Regions from separate parts of the Mus musculus genome. Here region 2 is linked to region 1. Evidence: chromatin contacts called from public Hi-C data. All regions are on one chromosome and are shown on one strand. Each heading gives the region's core, a stretch centred on a gene start, on an enhancer-like site or on the middle of the called end of the contact. The rest is flanking DNA. Distances are from core to core; before and after follow the strand shown. Region 1 has its middle 4.1 kb from the start of Gm19835. Region 2 holds the start of Il4 (interleukin 4).

The links. Hi-C and Micro-C count contacts between places; a contact is called where the count stands out from the background.
Region 2: a Hi-C map of bone marrow-derived macrophages shows a contact between it and region 1, with 39 read pairs. The contact joins the promoter of Il4 here to the enhancer-like site in region 1. A contact is called at or near these places in 8 of 39 promoter capture datasets (the C10 cell line, the HPC-7 cell line, Sertoli cells and 5 more), 2 of 15 datasets of contacts at CTCF or cohesin (embryonic stem cells and large pre-B cells), 22 of 484 Hi-C or Micro-C datasets (the Ba/F3 cell line, CD4 T cells, CD8 T cells and 7 more), 4 of 115 datasets of contacts at active chromatin or transcription factors (embryonic hindbrain, embryonic stem cells and fetal liver) and 4 of 9 other capture datasets (adipose tissue, embryonic stem cells, liver and 1 more).

Annotation. Positions count from the first base shown.
Region 1 is chr11:53,489,197-53,494,179 of GRCm38.p6, forward strand. No RefSeq gene overlaps it. Among named protein-coding and RNA genes, the nearest start is that of Gm19835, 4.1 kb to the left of the region's middle. Within about 2 kb of position 3,010, at least 60 of the 459 cell types and tissues checked have an H3K27ac peak or open chromatin away from gene starts, as enhancers often do. A contact at or near this core is called in the HPC-7 cell line, adipose tissue, bone marrow-derived macrophages and 2 more, where this site is marked.
Region 2 is chr11:53,616,184-53,621,031 of GRCm38.p6, forward strand. Il4 (interleukin 4) reads right to left here and starts at 2,482. Exons shown (of 4, transcript NM_021283.2): 1 at 2,292-2,482; 2 at 1,987-2,034. The coding sequence starts at 2,423.

The DNA.
Region 1 (4,983 bases), core at 1,760-4,259:
TCAGATACCCTGGAACTGTTAGCCACCATGTGGGTGCTGGGAACTAAATCTGAAGGTTTAAACCTAGAGCTAAATCTAAAACTAGTTCAAATTGAGCCTAGGCTGCTTGAAACCCTGTTTAAAAACAAAACAAAACAAAACAAAACACAAAACCTTGGATATTTGTCACAGTCCTCTGTCCTCAAAGGCTGGAGGGGAGCGGGGAGGGCCAGTGCACTAGCCCGTCAGCATTGATGTGTTTTGAACTCATTTTGACAGTGTCCACTGAGAAGAGACAGGAGATTAAAAACTGATTGAACAGGAATTGCTGCTACAGGCAAAATGAATTGACAGGGCTCAGCAGACGCCAGGCTTTGAGCTACACAAAGAAACTCGCCCAAGGTCACAGATCATGATTGGCTAAGCTTGACCTCAAATTCGAGACTGTCGGTGCTGGATTCCCAGGCAAAGTTAGATTGCCAAGGTTTAAAATCGCCCTTCTGAATGTTCAATAAGTAAATGTAAGGAAAACTCCTAAGAATTAGTGTGTCCGTTCTCGGGCATCTGCGTACTCTCAGCATCAATATTTTAAATGATTTGTTTCTAATTCGAGTAAATGTCAGGGTGAGGAGGCTCCTGCTGTCCTGTTCCCCAGGCTACTTTTTAAATTTTGGTGCCCCACTGCCAATGAGGCCACTGAATCAATTTGTCCAGTGATTCAGCAGTTTGTCCACAGGCATTAGGGAAATCAGATATAAAATGTGTATTTATGGCAAGAGTAAAATTCCACAACATGCCTTGAACACAGTGGAGACAATACGGTAAGTATTGTCTTTTACTCGGGTTAAGCTTGAAGGCCGGCAGACTGTAACTGCTGTCAGAGAGGAGAAACTCTATATCAGAGGTTCTCAACCTTCCCAATGCTGCAGCCCTTTCATACAATTCCCCATGTTGTAGTCACCCCAGCTATAACATGATTTCCTTGCTGCTTTGTGACAGTAATTTTGCTACTGTTGTGACTCTTACCTGAGTTTTCCAATGATCTTACAAGACCCCCGTGAAAGGATTGTTCCACCCACAGGTTAAGAGCCCCTACTCTAGCGGGGCAGTGGTGGCTCACACCTTTAACCCAGAACTTGGGAGGCAGAGGCATGTGGATTTCTGAGTTCGAGGCCAGCCTGGTCTACAGAGTGAGTTTTAGGACAGCCAGGGCTACACAGAGAAACCCTGCCTGTCTCGGGGGAAAAAAAAAAAAGAACCCTTACCCTAAAGAGATAGTTATACCTCTTCTTTTGGCTATCAGACTAGTGATACAAAGCATTCCAAAGAATTAATGTCCCCGCAATCCCATGCCATCGGATGAGGAGCTTGTGTTCCAGGAGGAGCTTCTGACAACTTGTCAGACCACCTTGGACACACACAGGAGCCAGACAATAATGGGTCAGTCAGTGATGAGAGGGAACACACCCTGGTTAGGACTGTTTAATTATGTATGCATATATCTCATGCCTTCCATTTAAAACCGTCAGTGCCAGTGAGGTGAACTTGCTGGGTGGGTGGGACCTGAAACTCTTTATTTGTTCCTTTCTCAGTATGGTCACATGGATAAACCTCTTTCCCTATACTTTGATATTTCTTGTCTCTTTAATTGGTAAAGTGAGGACATGTAGGTGACCACAGGGGGCTGCCAGGGCCTAGGCTTGTACCCTAAAATATCCAGAAGCAAGGGTGGCAAGCCCTTTGTAGTTATTAAGGCTACTTAGTTAAATAAACATAAATTTTACAAGCTCAGGCCAGGTCTAGAGAGATGGTTCAGTGGTTAAGAGACTGTTCTTCCAGAGGTCCTGAGTTCAATTCCCAGCAACCACATGGTGGCTCACAACCATCTGTAATGGGATCTGATGTCCTCTTCTGGTGGGTCTGAAGACAGCGACAGTGTACTTGTAAAAATAAATCTTAAAAAAAGAGAGAGGGAGGGAGACAGAGAGAGAGAGAGAGAAGGAGAGAGAGAGGGAGAGAGAGAGAGAGAGAGAGAGAGAGAGAGGGAGAGAGAGAGAGAGAGAGAGAGAGAGAGAGAAAGCGCTCAGGCCAAGCAGGATGCTGTGGCACCGCCTTTAATCCCAGCACTTGGGAGTCAGAAGTCAGTGGAACCTCAAGGCCAGCCTGGTCTATATAGTGAGCTCCTGGAAAAAAATAAAACAGGATGAAAAACCAACACCAACACCAAAAATATAAATTAAAAAAACAAACCCTCGGCTAGAAAGATGGCTCAGTGGGTTGGAGTCAGTACTGCTCTTCCACAGGACTGGGGTTCTGTTCCCAGCAGCCACAACCAACTCCAACAACAGGGATCCAACATCTTCATCTATCTGGTCTCTGTGGGCACTAGCGCCCATGTACACATACCCACACACATTCACATAATTACAAATAAAATAAATCTATTTCTTTTCAAGCGGCTTCAGGGACTGGTAAGATAGATCAGTGGATAAAGGTACTTGCTACCAAGCCTAATTACCTGAGTTCAATTCCCAGGACGCACATGGTGGAAGGAGAGAACTGATCCCCACAGTTGTTCTCTGACCTCCACAGTCACACTGTTACACACGAATACAAAATAAATAAATAAATGTAATTTAAAAAGTCTTCATAGTTCAAATACATTATATAACATTAGACTCTATTATGACTTTCAACCCACGCTGGCCACTAAATTCCACGCCTACGCCCGCTGAGCTGTGGTGGGCGCTTATGGTTTTGACCATTCTGATCCTTGTTATGGCAGTGGGAATCTCTTGTTTTGCGTGTGTGGCCTCTCATTATGGGCCCCTTCTGGCCTCTTAAGCGCCATCAGCAGGGGGGTCTCCAGCTAAAAGGGACTTGAGGGGGATGGGTGGCCAGCAGAGGCTGCAAAGGGACTTTGCCCAGATAGCAAGCTGTTTTTTTAGTCACGACTTCCTTCCGGAACAAATCATGTTTTGTTCTTGCTTACTAGCCCAGGGGAAGCGAGAAGGCCTCTCTCTCCTCCTTTCTCAGGCTTGCAGCCTGTTGTGCCTGATCTCAATGAGGTCATAGTTCTGAATCCTAGCACCAGGTCACATGCCCGAGTTGAAAACTCAGTTTTTGCATCTGCGATTTTTTTTTTCCAGGCTGTTTTTGTGATAGGTCAGACTGGTTGCTTGGTTGCTAAGTCGGGAGAGCAGCAAGCCTGGTCCTCTGAGACTTGGAAAAGCTGGGTACCCATGAGGTGATGCTCCTCAAGCAGTCCTCTGCTACTTTTCCTCCCCCCCATTTCTTTTCTGCCTGCTTAATTCTACTACATGAGGCATTTTGTTGTTGTTATTGCTTTAAGACAGGGTCTCATACAGCTCAGGTTAGCCTCAAACTTGTGATACACCTAAGGACAGCCTTGAATTTCTGATCTTTGTTTGTTTGTTTGTTTTGTTGTTGTTTTTTTGAGACAGGTTTTCTCTGTGTAGCCCCGGCTATCCTGGAACCCACTCTGTAGACCAGGCTGGCCTCGAGCTCAGAAATCCGCCTGCCTCTGCCTCCCAAGTGCTGGGATTAAAGGCATGCACCACCACTGCCCGGCTGAATTTCTGATCTTTCTACCTTCCTCCTCTCCAGGACTGGGGTTATAACTATGCACCACGATGCCTATTTTATGGGATGCTAAATATGGAGCCCAGGGTTTTTTATTTGCTAAGAAGATACTCTATGTATTGAGCTTTATCCCCATCCTTAATGTATAATATTTATTTTTACTTATGTGTACGTACGTATATGTGCCTGTCTGAGCAAGTGTGTGTACATACACATGAGCGCGCGCGCGCGCACACACACACACACACACACACACACACACACTGTGTTCAAGTGCCCAAAGAACCCAGAAGAGGGCATCAGATGCCCTGGAGCTGGAACAGGTTAAATTGTGAGCAGCCTAGTGTGGGTGCTGGGAAGTGAACTCTGCTGTTCTGCAAGAGCAACAAGTGCCCTTAAAGGCTGAGCCATCTCTCCAGCCCCACATACGGTAGAAGGTTTAACAGAAAAGATTCTTTTACCCACACCCCCTCCCCTCTGAGGGAATTTGGAGGCTTAGTTGGTTGGTTGCTTTTTTTTTTTTTTTTTTTTCCTCACTAGGCTGTCTGAATTAGGATGGGCCTAATTTAAGAAGCCTGCAGAATGCTGTTAAACCATGACCTTGATTGTGAAGTAGTGACCCTGCTGACTAGGCTAGATGATTCAGAGACTAGACTTCTTGCTGTGACAGATGAATACCAATTCAGCCAGGATCTGAAATTATAGTACCAGTGTTTAGAGATGTGAGACCCATCAATGGGCATTTGCCCTTGGGACAGAGAGAGTTGTCCTGGTTTTAAAGACAGCCTGGTAGACACAGTTCAATTTGTCCCTAACCTCTTTCATAGCCATAATTAACTCGCCTTCTACTTAGATGAAAGACATCAGCTTGTCTTGCTTCCTTGTCTGTACTCCTAAGTGCTCATTAACAGAGGGGCCCCCATCAATCATGTGGAGTGAGCGGTAGGAAGAGCCTGATGTCAGGTGTTGATTGAGACTGTCTAGGAATAGTGTGTTTGAGAGAGGGGTCAGGCTGAGGTCATGGGTGAGAGTCGAGGTGGAGGTTAGACTGGCAGCAGGAGCTTAGTTCTAGGTTCTTGCCTTGTTGAGACTGTCAGCTAAGTAAATATGGAGCAGATTTATTAGCAGCCTTCAGAGCAATCATCTGTGACATTGAACAATGCCTGCAGGCTGCCATGTTTCCCACTGTGTGCATAATGGACTAAACCTCTGGTATTGTAAGCCAGTCCTGGTTAAAGGCTTTCCTTGATAAGAGTTGCTGTGGTCATGGTGTCTCTTCACAGTGACAGAAATCCTAAGTAAGGGCTGGAGATGGCTCAATGGTTAAGAGCACTAACTGCTCTTCTAGAGGTCCTGAGTTCAATTCCCAGCAACCACATGGTGTCTCACAACCATCTGCAA
Region 2 (4,848 bases), core at 1,232-3,731, 130 kb after region 1:
GTAAGCAAAGTGTTTGAGAGACAGACCGAATGGGAGAAGCGGAAAATCAATTACCCAGGAGGCACTGAAGCAGCTCAGGGAAGAGCCACAAAACAGGCGAGTGTGAAGGAAGCCATGGAAGGCTTTTTCAAGCTCATGTAAACGCTGGGGCAGATTGGGTAAGAGGAAAGCCGCCATGAGAGCTAAGGGGTGGGAGTGGGTAAGAGGAAAGCCAGCATGAGAGCTAAGGGGTGGGAGTGGGTAAGAGGAAAGCCGCCATGAGAGTTAAGGGGTGGGAGTGGGAAAGAGGAAAGCCGCCATGAGAGCTAGGGGGTGGGAGTGGGTAAGAGGAAAGCCAGCATGAGAGCTAAGGGGTGGGAGTGGGTGCATGCAGTCTTCCAGAACAGCCTCCAAGGAGGGGACCCAGACTTGGAGCCCTGTAGGCTTGCCTGGCTGACGGCCCTTCCTCAGACTCATTGCATCTCAGAAGCCAGGCTGTGCCTTTGGTCCGAGTCCTAGAGCCGTCCACAGACACTTTCAGTTAAATTCTTACAGCTGCCCTCATATGACCTCAGAATCAACCTTTGTATCCCCAAAAGTAAACACCGGACCTCCAACGTTTATGAAGACCTACCAAGGGCCATTCTGTTAGTGAACGGCAGAATTGCAGCCAAAAGCAAAGGCTCTCACACCCAGACCCCACAATTCCTCTGGTCCCAGTCCTCAAGAGCTGGTCCCTGCCCTGGCGTTTGCTAGGGCAGGACAGTAGACTCAGTTTCTGGTAGGACTCAGAATTGGGAAATACTTAAGTTTGCATCTGTAGAAAACAGTGAGATAGATATATATTGATAGATAGAGAAAGAGACAGACACATATGTAGACACATATATCCATATGAATGTACACATATATACATACATGTACATCTGTCCTTCAGAAACTCATTCTGCATCAGACTCCTGGAGTAATCTTGAATAGAATGGGACCATCCGGATCGAGCCGGGAGGACAGATCTCTGGTGAAGCAGGATGAATCCTATCCATGGCTTGGGTACAGGTCTGTCACCCCAACCACCCCACAGGTCTTTGTTCCTGACCTCATGTGAAAAGCAGGCAGTCTGGAGACCACTGGTAAGTCAAGACTTTGGGGCCTTTCATTCTCAGTGGTGTGTTTCCATGAAAACAGGAACTGAAATGCACAAAGCTATTGATACAGCATAGCCAAGTCATGTGTTTGTCAGAGAAAATGCACTATCAGCCTGTCACATCTGTCCCCTCCCACTACAAATGGAGGGGCGGGGGGCAGGGCAGAGCAGCAGGCAGAAAGGGAAGAGAGATGTCCAAGCAGAAGCAGGGATGGTCAGACTCCAGCCAGAGGACAGCTCCCAGCTAGGGGATAGCTAGGGGAATGGGGTGGAACAGAGTGAGCTGAGGAGGCCCTGCAGTGGGCCACCATCAGATGACTGTTAGGTGACCAGAAAGAGGCCTGTAGGGACCATACGAAGTCTCATAGACAAAGCAAAAGCCTTCTCAACCTCTAATCTTCATATCTGTATTTGAGAGAGTATTTGGGTTTTTTTTTTTTTTTCAGAAATGCATGGCCTGAGAGTGAGAGAGAGAGAGAGAGAGAGAGAGAGAGAGAGAGAATTTTCTCACTCAACAGCACAAATTGTGTGTCTCCTATGATCTAGATCTAGATACCGTATCAAGCAAGGCCAGGTAGGACTCTAGATATCTGTACTCTTATCTGAGTTACAATGAATAAATCCTGGCTTTCTCTGACTTGTCTTCTGAGTCTAGTGAAATCCGAAACTGAGGAGTGCAACTCAGCCTCCACAAAGGATAAAAGCACCTCCTTTGGGCCTCCTGGGTTTCTATCACAGGCATTTCTCATTCAGATTCGTGTGTGTGTGTGTGTGTGTGTGTGTGTGTGTGTGTGTGTGTGTGTGTGAGACCTTCCTCTCCCACCTCCAGAATATGCCACAGCAGACCCCTCAGGTCCACTTACCTTCGTTGCTGTGAGGACGTTTGGCACATCCATCTCCGTGCATGGCGTCTTGATGCAGACAGAGCAAAAGATAAAAGTTAATCCAAGCAGGACAGAGAAAGCATCGCTACACCTCCCACCCCCCACCCGGGAGACTCCCTCTGCCTCCAAGGTGGAAGTAGCAGGGTCTCTTGAGCTTTGTCCCTAGTCCTGCCTCAGCCACCTGCCGTCCGTCCACCTCTCTAGCAACTCAGCTCTCCAAGCCTAGAATCGCCCCAGCAGTATCACCTGGGTATCTGGAGAGATGGTGCCAGATAGGTACTTACCCCTTCTCCTGTGACCTCGTTCAAAATGCCGATGATCTCTCTCAAGTGATTTTTGTCGCATCCGTGGATATGGCTCCTGGTACATTCGAGAAAGAAGAGCAGGATGACAACTAGCTGGGGGTTGAGACCCATCAATAGCTCTGTGCCGTCAGTGACGAGAGACAATTAAGTTTATCAAGAGATGCTAACAATGCAATGCTGGCAGAGGTCTCTCTATATATAGAGTTAAAGTTGCTGAAACCAAGGGAAAATGAGTTTACATTGGAAAATTTTATTACACCAGATTGTCAGTTATTCTGGGCCAATCAGCACCTCTCTTCCAGGAGAAAAAAGAGAAACAGGTAAATTTTCCTGTGAAATCAGACCAATTGGAAAATGAAACACCCCTCCCCCCCCTTTTTTTTTAAATCTACAAAGTTTCAGCATAGGAAATTACACCATAATCGGCCTTTCAGACTAATCTTATCAGCGTAGGGTTGCCACTGGCTCTCCTCCTGCAGAGAAGGAAGAGGTCACAGGTGTCCGAGGGTGCTGGTGTCGCCCTGGGGAAAGACAGAGTAATATCAAGAAAGTCTGCCTTGAGCACACCTGGGCCTAGCTGCTTCCTGCTATGGGGGCCCCTTGGAAACTCTGATATCTTGGGAAAGCTGACTCTGGGGTCTTACCTCATAGAAGGATGATGGAGGCAGACCTTCTCGCATCCTAGACCAGCTGATCTTACAAGTTTGTGGTCTTTGGAGACAGAGAGGTGACATGGAGTGGGGCAGGCAGGACCATGGAATGAGGCTTTACCTATATGGAGGTTCTGGGCTAGGTTGAAGATTTTTCCTACCTTAGACAGAAGCCTGAGAAATGGCTGATTTAAAAAAAAATTTTTTTAAATTACTTCATGTGAGCATGTGTGTATCTATGTGCACTACAGCATCAGTGTGGAGGTCAGGAGACCGGGTCTCTCTTTGCACCGTGTGGATCCTTGAACTCAGACTCACAAGCTTGGCGGCAAGCACCTTCCCTCCTGAGCCATCTCATTGGCCCAAGAATGGCTGGCTGCCTTTTCAATGAACTTAAAACATATCCTTCACTAACCAGGAAACAGCCCTCTCTCACCCTCTCAGTCAGCACCCTGCCCCCAGCCCACTGCCTTAATCTAACGAATGCAGGCCCTGTCGAGGTACTCATTGCCCCCCACCAGCAGTGAGCACCGCACCCCTGCCATCTGCTTGGAAGCGAAGCTCTGTTTTACAGAGTAGAAAGGGTTCTTCATATCCCCCAAGTCCCTGCCTCCAATTCTGACTTCTCATTTCTGGAAGACCATCTAGAAATAGTTGTTGCTAAGGTTGTCATTGTGTGTTAAATTATTTTTCCATTACTGTTATTTAATTAATAAAAACTGAAGATGTTTATAATATATAAGCCTTCCTTCCCTTCTTCTTTCCTTCCTTCCTCCTTTCTTTCTTTCTTTCTTTCTTTCTTTCTTTCTTTCTTTCTTTCTTTCTTTCTTTTTTTCTTTCTTTCTTTTTAACTTTTAAAATAAAAAAATTTGAAGGGTCTCACTCTGAAGTCAAAGCTACCTAGGAACTTATATAGGTAAGGCTGCCCTCAGATTCATGGTCACTCTCCTGCCTCCACCTCTCAAGTGTTGAAGTTACAGATATAAGCCACCATACCCCACTTACAAATATATATATATTAACTGTGACTGTTGTAAAGTTGGACACAGTCATGTTCTGTAGGCCTAGGGACACAGTCAATTCTTGGGAAACTGTTACCTTCCAGCCACTGATGATAAGCAACGAGGCAAATTTCAAGTCTGTTCCCCTGGGCGACGAGCCAGGGTAAAGGCCTGAGCTCTCTTTGGGTGAAAGGGGTTCATTACAAGAAAAAAAAAAAAGATTAAGCTGAGCAGTGGTGGCGCACACCTTTAATCCCAGCACTGGGAGGCAGAGGCAGGGGGATCTCTTGAGTTCAGAGCAGCCTGGTCTACAGAGTGAGTTTCAGGACAGCCAGGGCTACACAGAGTACAGAGAAACCCTGTCTCGAAAACCTAAAATAAATTAGTAGATAAATGAGTTATTTACTTATGGCTTGGGCTTGGTTTCCCTCTTCCACTTCTGTGATGTCCTACAGATCCACTCAGCCACATGGTGAGCGAGCGTCTCCCCGATGAGCATCTCTCTGGCTCTGAAGCTGATCCTTCGCTGTACAGGTAGAGGAGTATTCTTTGTTTCAATTTGGCTTTTTTTTTTTTTTAGAATTATTAATTTTATACATCTGATTATTTTGCTTTCATGTGTGTACCAAACATATACCCGATGCCTCTGGGGTCCGGAAGAGAGTGTTGAGACCCCTGACACTGAAGTTACAGGTGGTTGTGAGCCTTCTTGTAGGTACTGAGAACTGAATTAGCGTCCTCTGGAAGAGCAGCCAGTGCTCTTAACCGAGGGTGGGCTTCTCTAGAAGCATTTGAAAGGTCGGTCGCCTCTAGGAGAAGCAACTATCCCGCCTCAGTTGAGCTTGGCTGGGGTTGACCTTGCGCGAGAGCCAGGGTGGGGCATCG